Regions from separate parts of the Triticum aestivum genome. Here region 2 is linked to region 1. Evidence: chromatin contacts called from public Hi-C data. All regions are on one chromosome and are shown on one strand. The core of a region is the stretch at or near the end of the contact, and the rest is flanking DNA. Distances in the headings are between cores, read along the strand shown. Region 1 holds the start of LOC123166892. Region 2 holds the start of LOC101867529 (shaggy-related protein kinase GSK2).

Evidence for each region. A called contact is a pair of places that touch in the nucleus more often than the background predicts.
Region 2: a contact with region 1 is called in a Hi-C map of leaf, with 6 times the contacts expected there. The contact joins the promoter of LOC101867529 here to the promoter of LOC123166892 in region 1. A contact is called at or near these places in 2 of 5 Hi-C or Micro-C datasets (both in leaf).

The regions. Positions count from the first base shown.
Region 1 is chr1D:144,893,333-144,898,457 of IWGSC CS RefSeq v2.1, reverse strand. LOC123166892 reads left to right here and starts at 1,929. Exons shown (of 3, transcript XR_006483724.1): 1 at 1,929-2,337; 2 at 3,341-3,577; 3 at 4,135-4,449.
Region 2 is chr1D:145,096,958-145,102,082 of IWGSC CS RefSeq v2.1, reverse strand. LOC101867529 (shaggy-related protein kinase GSK2) reads left to right here and starts at 3,150. Exons shown (of 12, transcript XM_044592925.1): 1 at 3,150-3,444; 2 at 3,554-3,655; 3 at 4,138-4,197; 4 at 4,280-4,552; 5 at 4,636-4,710; 6 at 4,878-4,934. The coding sequence starts at 3,370.

The DNA.
Region 1 (5,125 bases), core at 680-3,179:
GACCACGACGAACTTGTTGAGGTATTCCATGAAGATACAGTTCATTAGACGAGAGAATGTAGCTGGAGCATTGGTTAAGCCGAAAGACATGACGGTACACTCGTATGAACCATAGCGAGTAACGAATGTGGTCTTTGGAATACCCTCTTCACGCACCCGGATCTGGTGGTAACCCAACTTGAAGTCGAGTTTAGAGAATACCGAGGAACCAGCAAGTTGATCATACATATCGTTGATCCGAGGAAGGGGATAATTGTTCTGAATTGTTCCTTGGTTGATAGGTCGGTAGTCTTGGACCAAATGATTCGTTCCATCCTTCTTCTTGACAAAGAGAGAAGGTGCTCCCCAGGCCGAGGAACTTGGACGAATGGAACCCTTGCGAAGTGAATTATCGATTTCCTCCTTAAGTTCCAGGAGTTCATGAGGCGGTATCTTGTTCCGACATCCCCGTGACATGGTCACCTGTGTCTGGCCAGATGATTATGGATGTCGTCACACCGAGAGGGCCTTAAGAATATATCTCCATCGTCGGAGGAGCAAATCCCACTCTTGAGCTATCTAATCCCTTGTCAAACTTTTCGATGAACATGTACGTTGTCTTGTGATCACCGTGTTAGAGATGACGTTGGTACAACCCCAAAGTTCATCGTACGGTAAGAAGTGACTACGATACTCTTGTGGTCTAAGGAACTAAATCACACGTTAACACTCAGTGTTATAACAATTGGAGAGAGACTATATTATAGTTCTGAAGTTTTGATAACCACATGACAAAGAGGGGCTACCAGATGTATGGTTTAACCACATCATACATAAGAGTGCTCAAAGGTGTTAATATTTTGCATCCTCCATGTTTTGTTAACGTTGGGTGGCTCTTTTTGTGAGGACCTAGGTATTATTATTAGCTTTCAAATTTGTCCTAGATCATTGAGAACATAGTTCATACAAGAAAGTATTAACATTTTCTGTGCATGTCTATTTAGAGTGTCCGAGGGTTTGACATTCCGGGTTTGCGGTTGCTCTGTCTCAGGGTATCGAGTGGTCCGACCTAAGGGCCGGAACACCCAGATCATCTGGATTAGTGCGAAAATTCTGGAGCGAGCAGATCTAATGGGCGCCTGTTTATAGGGTCTTCTTCTCCAATAATATGGTGGAGGGTGCTTTTGGGCCTTTTTTTTCATTCTTGCGAGCTCTAACCTCCTTCCTTGTAACCATAACTTTCACTAAATGTACTTGTTGTCATTTATATATGCTGTCACTTATAAAAAAACTGAAGAATAAATCTCCTATATCTAAATAGTTAGCCCCCACTAACATATTTCTCTCAAAATGCAAGCATGCCACCTGATCATTCAACATGTATAAGAAAAAGCCCACTCGAGCATGCAGCTATGCGTATTAAAAAACCACTTCAACATGCAATCATGCTTGCATGTAAACTTCCATTCTATTATGTTATTTACATTTAATTCTTATATACTTTTAAAAACTATTATTTCAAATATTCATGTTTCATATGACCAAAACTTCATTGAAATATTGCAAAATATTCCCGCAACAACGTGCGGGGCATCATCTAGTAGTCAAAAACTACGCAGCCAGAAATATTATAATCTGCCACAATACCAAATACTGTATAAAAAAAAGACAGACCCTATTTGAATTTGTGTACCCCAACGATTTCATCCAAGAAAAAAGACCAACCCTATTTGAATTCCTTTACTGTTTGAAGAAAAAAAGAATTGGCGGTACGCAAAGCCCGGCACTCATTGCCCTTTTTCCCATTTTGAATCGCTGCATTGCATCGCCCTCACCTGATCTTTCGCTGTCTCGGCTCAACTTGCGCCGTGTTATAAATAAATAAATAAATAAATAAATAAGGAGGTCAACTTGCGTCGGCCAATTCGCAACACCGAGACGATAATAAGAATCTACAGTAGCTCCCTCCCGTCATCATTCATTTCTTCCCGCAAAGCCCAAGATTCCGTAGGTCATTAATTAGATATTGGTCCATCGACGACACCATGGCATGAGATGAGATGAGAAGGCGGCCATGGTGACAACTGCTGGAGACGCTGGAGCGTGTGAAGGGCCGACCGTGGAAGGCGGCATCGTCGGACATGTTGCGGTCGACATCGACAGGTCGGCGGTGACGGCTGATCGGCAGGGGCAGGTTGGAACCGGGAGCGGCTGCAGAATTTGCCAGCTTGAGGACGGCGACCTGCCGGCGGAGAGCGGGAGCGGGCAGTTGGTAAACCTCGGCTGCGGCTGCCGAGGCGAGATCGCGGCGGCGCACCGGCGGTGCGCCGAGGCATGGTTCTCCGTGAGGGGCAACAGGTATTGATAATCCCATCTCTTGTGTGCTTAAAAATGCTTATACGTAGTACAGTACTTTTTTTCAATCATCTTCTTCTTTGGCAACCGTCGCCTCCTCAATTCAATCTCTCGCCTCCGCGTTGCCACCGCACCGGCCCGTCATGTCCGATGGTTGCCGCACCTGGCTAACACCCTCGCCGTCGATTCGCAAGACCTCATGGAACCCAGTCGATACGTTTTTTTTCCTAGAAAAAAGTAGTGGTATTAGACACAAAGCATGAAAATTTGAGGGAAACGCTCAACCTGAAATTCTAGGATTAGAAAGGAGCTCAAGACGCTCTGAATGCCTCAAACTCTGAAGAATAATTTTTGTGCCAGTCAACGTTAGAGCTTTCTCAGTTAGGGAGGATGACTGAAGTGCATATTATACGGACGGGCATAAGTAATGACAATCATGGTATGGAATCACTCACTGTGGTGAAGACAAAGAATAAAGTTGCGCAATCAGAACCGTAAGCTGGTATAGAACTAAGGCATTTTTATACGAGCTCAACAGCGAACGCGCATCATGTGACTATTACCTCAATTATGCAACCACTTGCTAGGTGGGTTATACGTATGAGGTGCAAATTGAAGATCTTCGATTGTGAAGTCCCATCCAAGGTTGATGACACTGCCTGTAGATTTCTTTCGCTGTCGTTGCCCTTGAGAATTCCATCCTCATCCAAGGTTTCAAAACATTTATTGGTCTAATAGCAGTGTACTTTAGAACTACGGCGCTTGCCCGGCCTTGAAATGAGGTTTTTAGGGCATCTTCAACATGGACCCTCAAACGAAAATACTCCATAATCGTGTAGTCAATGACAGACGGGGCTCGCATCTCAGCTGCCACCTCAGCTGGTCAAAGTTTTCTTTTATGCTCAGTCTTTGCTGTGTTAGCCGACAGGTGGGGTCCACCTATCGGTTTCCCTATTTTCGCAAGAAAATCACACAATCAATGATCTCTGTTATTTGTTAAACGCAGATATGGTGTTTTTCTCGTGCCCTAGCCGGAAAGCGGTACTAAGTTGTTACCCTGATCCCAAATATGATGGTTTTGGGTAAATACCTCTGAAAAAACACTCAAATTCGATCGATGTAGGCATCGTAACAAGAAATAGATCAGGGCATCTTCTTCCCCATGTCATGGCGGATCATCAGCGAGGATTAATCATCCAGCAGGGGCATCTCTCGCCGAAATTGATGTGGTGCATGAAGCTTGGTGAGTCGGCTAAAGAAAATTGACATCCTCGCGACAATATAATTTACTATAAAAAATATTTGATTTACCATAGTTAAAAGTTTGACGTCAGATTTTCAATATTATTGTTGGTTTTGGTGTTTGGTGTAGCCTTGCCTACTGTGAGCATCGGCAGAGTTGTCAATGTTTTATTAGCTTTCCAGGGTTTTGCCACTTCTCACAAGAAAAAAAGTGTGTTTCTCAATGCTCCCGCCAGCTCCTTAGAAAAAACTAAAAAAAATCACTGGAAAATACTCCTTTCGGTCATTTTTACTAGCCAAACTTTATAAAGTTTGATCATATTTGTATAAAAAAACATTAACATCTATAATATTAAACCTATATAATATAAAAATTAAATTCATGACGCATCTAATGATATTGGTCCAGAGTACTCTGGAACGAGCGAGTATAATTGTAATGGTGCCGACAAATATACTAGGACCAATGTCGTAAAGTCAGCAAAAAAAGAAAAGGACAACCTATGAGCATCATTTTTATTTGATTAATAGATTGGCCTAAAAAGGAGTTGAATGCAGGCGGTGCGAGATCTGCGGCGAGAACGCGGCGAACATCACTGGATGGGGCGGCGGCGGCAAGGAGTTCATGCGGCAGTGGCATGGGATGGCGAGCGTGGATGGAGGAGGCTCATCCAAGGCCAGGGGTCTCTGCACCTGCAGAACCCAGTCATTCTGCAATTTCTTGCTTGCGTGTTTGATCATTGTATTAATCTCGTCGTGGTTCTTCCATAATCGTATGGTTTGAGATGTTTCAAGCCTCGAAATTGTATCACATACTACAGCGTTGCATATCTCTCTCTTGCGTGACGAGGCCGGAGGAAGGACTTTAATTGAGATCTTTCTCTAGCGATGCCGGGAATTACATGGCTGGCTATCAAAAAGTAGAATACTAAGAGCATGTGCATATGGAACAGCCAGCCGTGCGAAGATGCAGTTAGCGGCGAGGTATACCAGCCGTGTTCGCGGACAGTGACCGACCAGCACTCAAATATTGAATTCTACAACTGAATACCTTTTTTTAATCATTAAATCCATATAATTACATGTAGATAAAACCTAATTTAAATCTTCATCAGCGCTCGTCCGGCTCCACGGCCGTGTCCATGTCTAACGGACAGCTGAGCCCCTCAGAGTGAAGATGCAGTTAGCGGCGAAGTATAACAGGGCGTGGGACATGGACCAGCTCATGGACTTGAGGCGTCATCATCTCCATGTCTTACTCACCCTCGTCAGAGTCCGTGGCCTCAACGTCGACGATCGATGTGAGATCGATAATGGACGTGGCCAGGCTGGCGACATGCGACTCCGCAGCCTCGTCGCGCACGCCTCAAGACCGACCCCGCGAGAATGACGCGCCACCTTAGGGTTTGCGCCGCGATCCCAAGGTTCGGATGTCAGACGGGCCAGACAGCTGAGCCCCTCAGAGTGAAGATGCGGTTAGCGGCGAGGTATAACAGGGCGTGGGACATGGACCAGCTCATGGACTTGAGGCGTCATCATCTCCATGTCT
Region 2 (5,125 bases), core at 1,901-4,400, 200 kb before region 1:
CACCCGAGGTGGGCACAACCCACCAGGGCGCGCCTGGCCCTCCTGGCGCGCCCTGGTGGGTTGTGCACCCCGAGGTGCAACCAGGGCCCATTTCCTTCCTTCTGGCCCATAAAAAATCATCGTGGAGTTTCGTGGCATTTGAACTTCGTTTGATATTGATTTCCTGCGATGTAAAAAATATGGAAAAAACAGCAACTGCACTTGGCACTATGTCAATACGTTAGTACCAAAAAATGATATAAAATGACTATAAAATGATTATAAAACATCCAAGATTGATAATAAAACAGCATGGAACAATAAAAAGTTATAGATACGTTGGAGACGTATCAGTCCTCTACCATGAATATGCAAAATTATAAGTATATGAGATGGAAGCTACATTGTGGAAGGAAAATAGAAATGGGGACAACGGTGTCGATGCCTTTGGTCAAGTTTGTCCTCCGGTCGACTGAATTTGTAGGTAAGCATGCTAATAAGACTCCTATTTAAAGAGTAGTAGTTAGATCGTGATGAGATAATGTTCTGGTTTTCTTTTAACCTGCCTGGAGCATGAAAGAATAAAATGTACAATCAATTCACCTTGTGTAGGTTATGGGCATGATCATTTTTTCTCAGTGTTCTACTCTTTAGGAATGTTGGGTTTGTCCTCCAGTCGACTGAGTTTGTAAATAAGCATGCTAGTATGAGTGCTATTTAAAGGGCGGGAGTTGGATCTTGACCAGGCAACGTTCTGGTTTTCTTTAACCCACTTGGAGCATGAAAGAATAAAACATATAGTCAATTCACTTTCTCCATCACACTTTCGGGGTGATTCATTGAAGAATCATCTTCTATGCATGCCGCCCATAGCTTGCTTAACTTCTAGCCTATAGTTGGTCTCTGCACCAATTCTCGCAACAGGTCATCTAGTGATTTTAAAGGATCATGTGGTGTAGTGGTACAAGACTACATAGTGTAGTTTGTTGCGGCCATGACAGCGGTGCTTGAACATGTTTCGGATGTGGTGTGAGCCGAAGCTGCTGCCTTACTTGAAGGGCTCAAACTTGCAACGCGGCTGGGGTGCAACAACATACTAGTGTGCATGGATAATGTTCTAGCGGTCCAAGCTCTAAACAAAGGCGAAGGCTACTCCATGGTTGCAACGCCTATTTATCTGCTTGTTGTAGTGATTTCTTTGGTTTTGGGAAGGCTTGTATTGAATTTTGTAGTAGGGAGTCTAATGTAGTAGCGCATGTGCTAGTTGAGTGGGGACATGAGAACCAACCCTCGCCTACTCAGAGAATATTTCAGAAAAGTCTAATTTAGGTACAACAATTGGAATGCGAAAGTGGACCCCTCAAAATGCTAAGGAAAAGTGTTGGCCAAGCCTCAAGACTCTCCATTTATATTTAAATTATCTAAAATCACATTTAGTCCAGAGGAAAGCCAATTCTATTCAAAGGGGATGATGTTTTGATAATGGATTCACTGGTCAAGTGCATAGAAATATTGCTCCAAAAGCCTCAAACATTTTCCCACATTCCACTATGTCATAAACCCTAAAGTTCATCTCGGTCCCACCGAAACACTCATACCCGAACTCACCGAGATACACATGACATAGCCATTGCCTAAACCTAGAACCTCGGTCTCACCAAGTTGACCCGTCGGTCCCGCCAAAGAGCACTGGTCAACCTTCTGTTGCCAACTGAAATTCAATCGGAATTTTTGAGTGGTTTCTATCGGTGACACCAAAGTGTGGAAAGTGCTTAGATCAGCATGAATCGGTCCCACCAATTGGTTTCATCCGGTCTCACCGGAAAGCCTAAAATTCAAACCTTTTGTACTAGTCTGTCTCACCGAGTGGTTTTGACCGGTCGTAACGAGTAGTGCATAAAGGTGTGTAACGGTTCGATTTTTGGTGATGCCTACACACACACACTCTACCTCTATGAGAACCTCCGAAAGATTGAGCCAGCACATCGTCTTGAGATTGACAAAGTCGCCACAAATGTCTTCGTAGTCGACGGGAACGTCTAAACGCGCATTGCCAGAAGGTCTAGAATAAATCCAGAAAAATGCGAACACCAATGTCAAGTCTAGAACTTGAACTCTGGTGGGTTGAGAATACCGGTGTCCTCTTAACTATCAAACCACATATTGGTTCGCTTTTATTTATGCATATAGATATACATATATGCTCAGTATGGAACACGGAAACCGGACTATCAAAGCATTGCTGATTTGATCCCGCATATATAAAAATGTTTGGATAATTTTACTTCTACAAATATATCTCACAAAAACTGCGTACATTTTTAGCACTGGCTAAAAAGGTTATTATTCGGATGAAAACACATAACTGTCACGTAAAAGATGTCATATTCTTAGTACCAAATTTATGGTTTGATCCAAAAATAAGGAGGCATTAAAATGACGCGGATCTTTGGGTCTCGGGTGCCAATGCACTTGAATTGGATTTTTTTTAAGTATTGCGAAATTAGTCAAAAATTTCAGAAACTTCTTGCAAACAAGAATGATACGGTGTTATGCCCGTGTGACAAGTTTCGAAAAGGAATGAGTTTCATGGTATTTTAGGCTAAACAAAACAAAATCGATACTATATAAACATATTCACTTCTTTTGTTTATGTCAAGGAGTCCACGGAAGTCACTTCTTCGCCATATACAAGTACAACACTACAAGATTCTCGTCTTCGAAAATTTTCAGGAATTTTTGACTCTTTTTGTTATTTATAAATTATTAGTTTTCAAATTGGTTGCAATGGGACCCAAGATCCATTAGGTATTTCCGTGCATTAAAATGACATATATAACACTAATAAGGTTCTCCTGTATGACATGAATGGGCCATCAATTTCTCCGACGAATACCCTAGTATATTTGTACAGCAATTAGTGTACAATTTTCACAAATTTCTCTGACGAATATCCTCATATATTTTCAGTTCATTTTTTGGCAGAAATTGAAAATATGCCGTAAATATATTTTAGCGGTATTGTTATCCTTTGACCAAAAAATGAATCCCATTACTCGGCAATAAATGCGGCACACGATATAAAACCCAACCTGATGCCCGGGGTACTCCCAGCAATTTGACCCCCGAGGCTCGTCTAGTCTAATCCACCTCCCCACTAATCCACCAGCTGTTTACACAGGGTCAGCTAACCGCTCTCTCTATAGATCAACGTCACTCCCCATCTTGTTCGTCTTGGTCACCCCCACCCCCACTTTCCCTTCACTGGTCAAAGGCTCCACCACCCACATCACAGTACAAGCCAAGCCAAGCCAAGCCAGAGAAAAGGACCAGGCGTAGGTGGATGCAAGTGTGAGCCCACCGTGTCCGCCCCATTCACACCCTAGCCACATGGAGCATCCGGCGCCGGCGCCGGAGCCGATGCTGCTCGACGAGCAGCCCCCCACCGCAGTCGCCTGCGAGAAGGTAAACCGGATCTGTGCTGGGATGGTCTTGGCCGTGTGTTTCTTGGCGTGGTGTTCCGTTGAGCTGATGTTTAGCGTGTTGTTTTCGTTGGGCGCTCTTGCTTGAGCAGAAGCAGCAGGATGGCGAGGCGCCGTATGCGGAGGGGAACGACGCCATGACCGGTCACATCATCTCCACCACCATCGGCGGCAAGAACGGCGAGCCCAAGCAGGTGAGCTGAGCGTCTCTTATGTTTCCCTTGTGTCTCTTGGCCTGAGTTTGCACGGCCAGTTCTTGCCTTGGTGAGATGCATCTGTTCTCCTGCAGCTATTCTCTTTAGCTATGTATAGAGTGCTTTGGTGATGATGACAAGTCATTGAAATATAGCTGTGTGGATTCTTGGTTAGATTTTTCTTCGTTTACCAAGAACCAAACAAATGTTTCAAAGCGGCTGAATTTATCAATTATCAAGGACGATGTAGCTTGTCAGCCTATTTTTGTAGTGCTCATTCGTTTGATCCTCGTGTAACTATGGTTTGCTCAAGAGATCTGTTCCAAATATGCCTGTGTGGTGTTCAATACTGTGGGTTTTCGGGACAAATTTGGACGGCTTCAGTTAGATTTTGGCCAACACTAGTGCTCAAATCTGTTACTATGAGCAACAGCTGATGCCTCTTTGGCGCCCAGTTGGTAATGTCCTGCTTTGTTTTTCAGACGATTAGCTACATGGCGGAGCGCGTTGTGGGCACTGGTTCGTTTGGCATCGTCTTTCAGGTGATTGCTCTAGCCATTGTTTGTTTCCTTGTTTGTGTTGTTGACTGCCAGCCTGATGTTTAGGGAAATGTTGCATGTGTAGGCTAAATGCCTGGAAACCGGGGAGATGGTGGCCATTAAGAAGGTACTGCAGGACAGACGGTACAAGAACCGTGAGCTGCAGCTTATGCGTTCGATGATCCATTCCAATGTTGTCTCCCTCAAGCACTGCTTCTTCTCAACCACAAGTAGAGATGAGCTGTTTCTGAACCTTGTCATGGAGTATGTCCCGGAGACGCTGTACCGCGTGCTTAAGCACTACAGTAATGCCAAACAGGGGATGCCACTTATCTACGTCAAGCTTTACACCTATCAGGTTTGTGAATTTCCAATGAATAAATGTGAAATGTGTGCCTGTCATTGTGCAACTATTCTAAGTCAATTTTACATTGGTGGCAGCTATTCAGGGGGCTGGCGTACATTCATACTGTTCCAGGAGTCTGTCACAGGGATGTGAAGCCACAAAATGTTTTGGTATGTATCAGTGAACACTGGCTGTGTGCATCACTTGATGCAGAGGCCGGGGTCTTCCCCTTTCTGAAAAAAAATGTATCAGTGAACACTGAACAGATTTGCTCGGTTTTCATGTATGGCTTTTCATGCTTGATTTTGAACTTGCCTCCACTTGCTTCATTATACAGGTTGATCCTTTAACACATCAAGTTAAGATCTGCGACTTTGGAAGCGCGAAAGTTCTGGTATGTTGGCTCTTTCCCCAAGAGTTTAGTGATACGTACACACTGCTTCAATTCATTTGTCCTGTCGTGTAGGCTACTCATTCTGTTCAGTATTGAACCAGAATTGGCACCATGGTCTGTGCTATTTTGATTTATTCTTACTGTTTTAGGCTTATAGCTGGCCAGGTGTTAAGACTAAAATTAAGTCACTT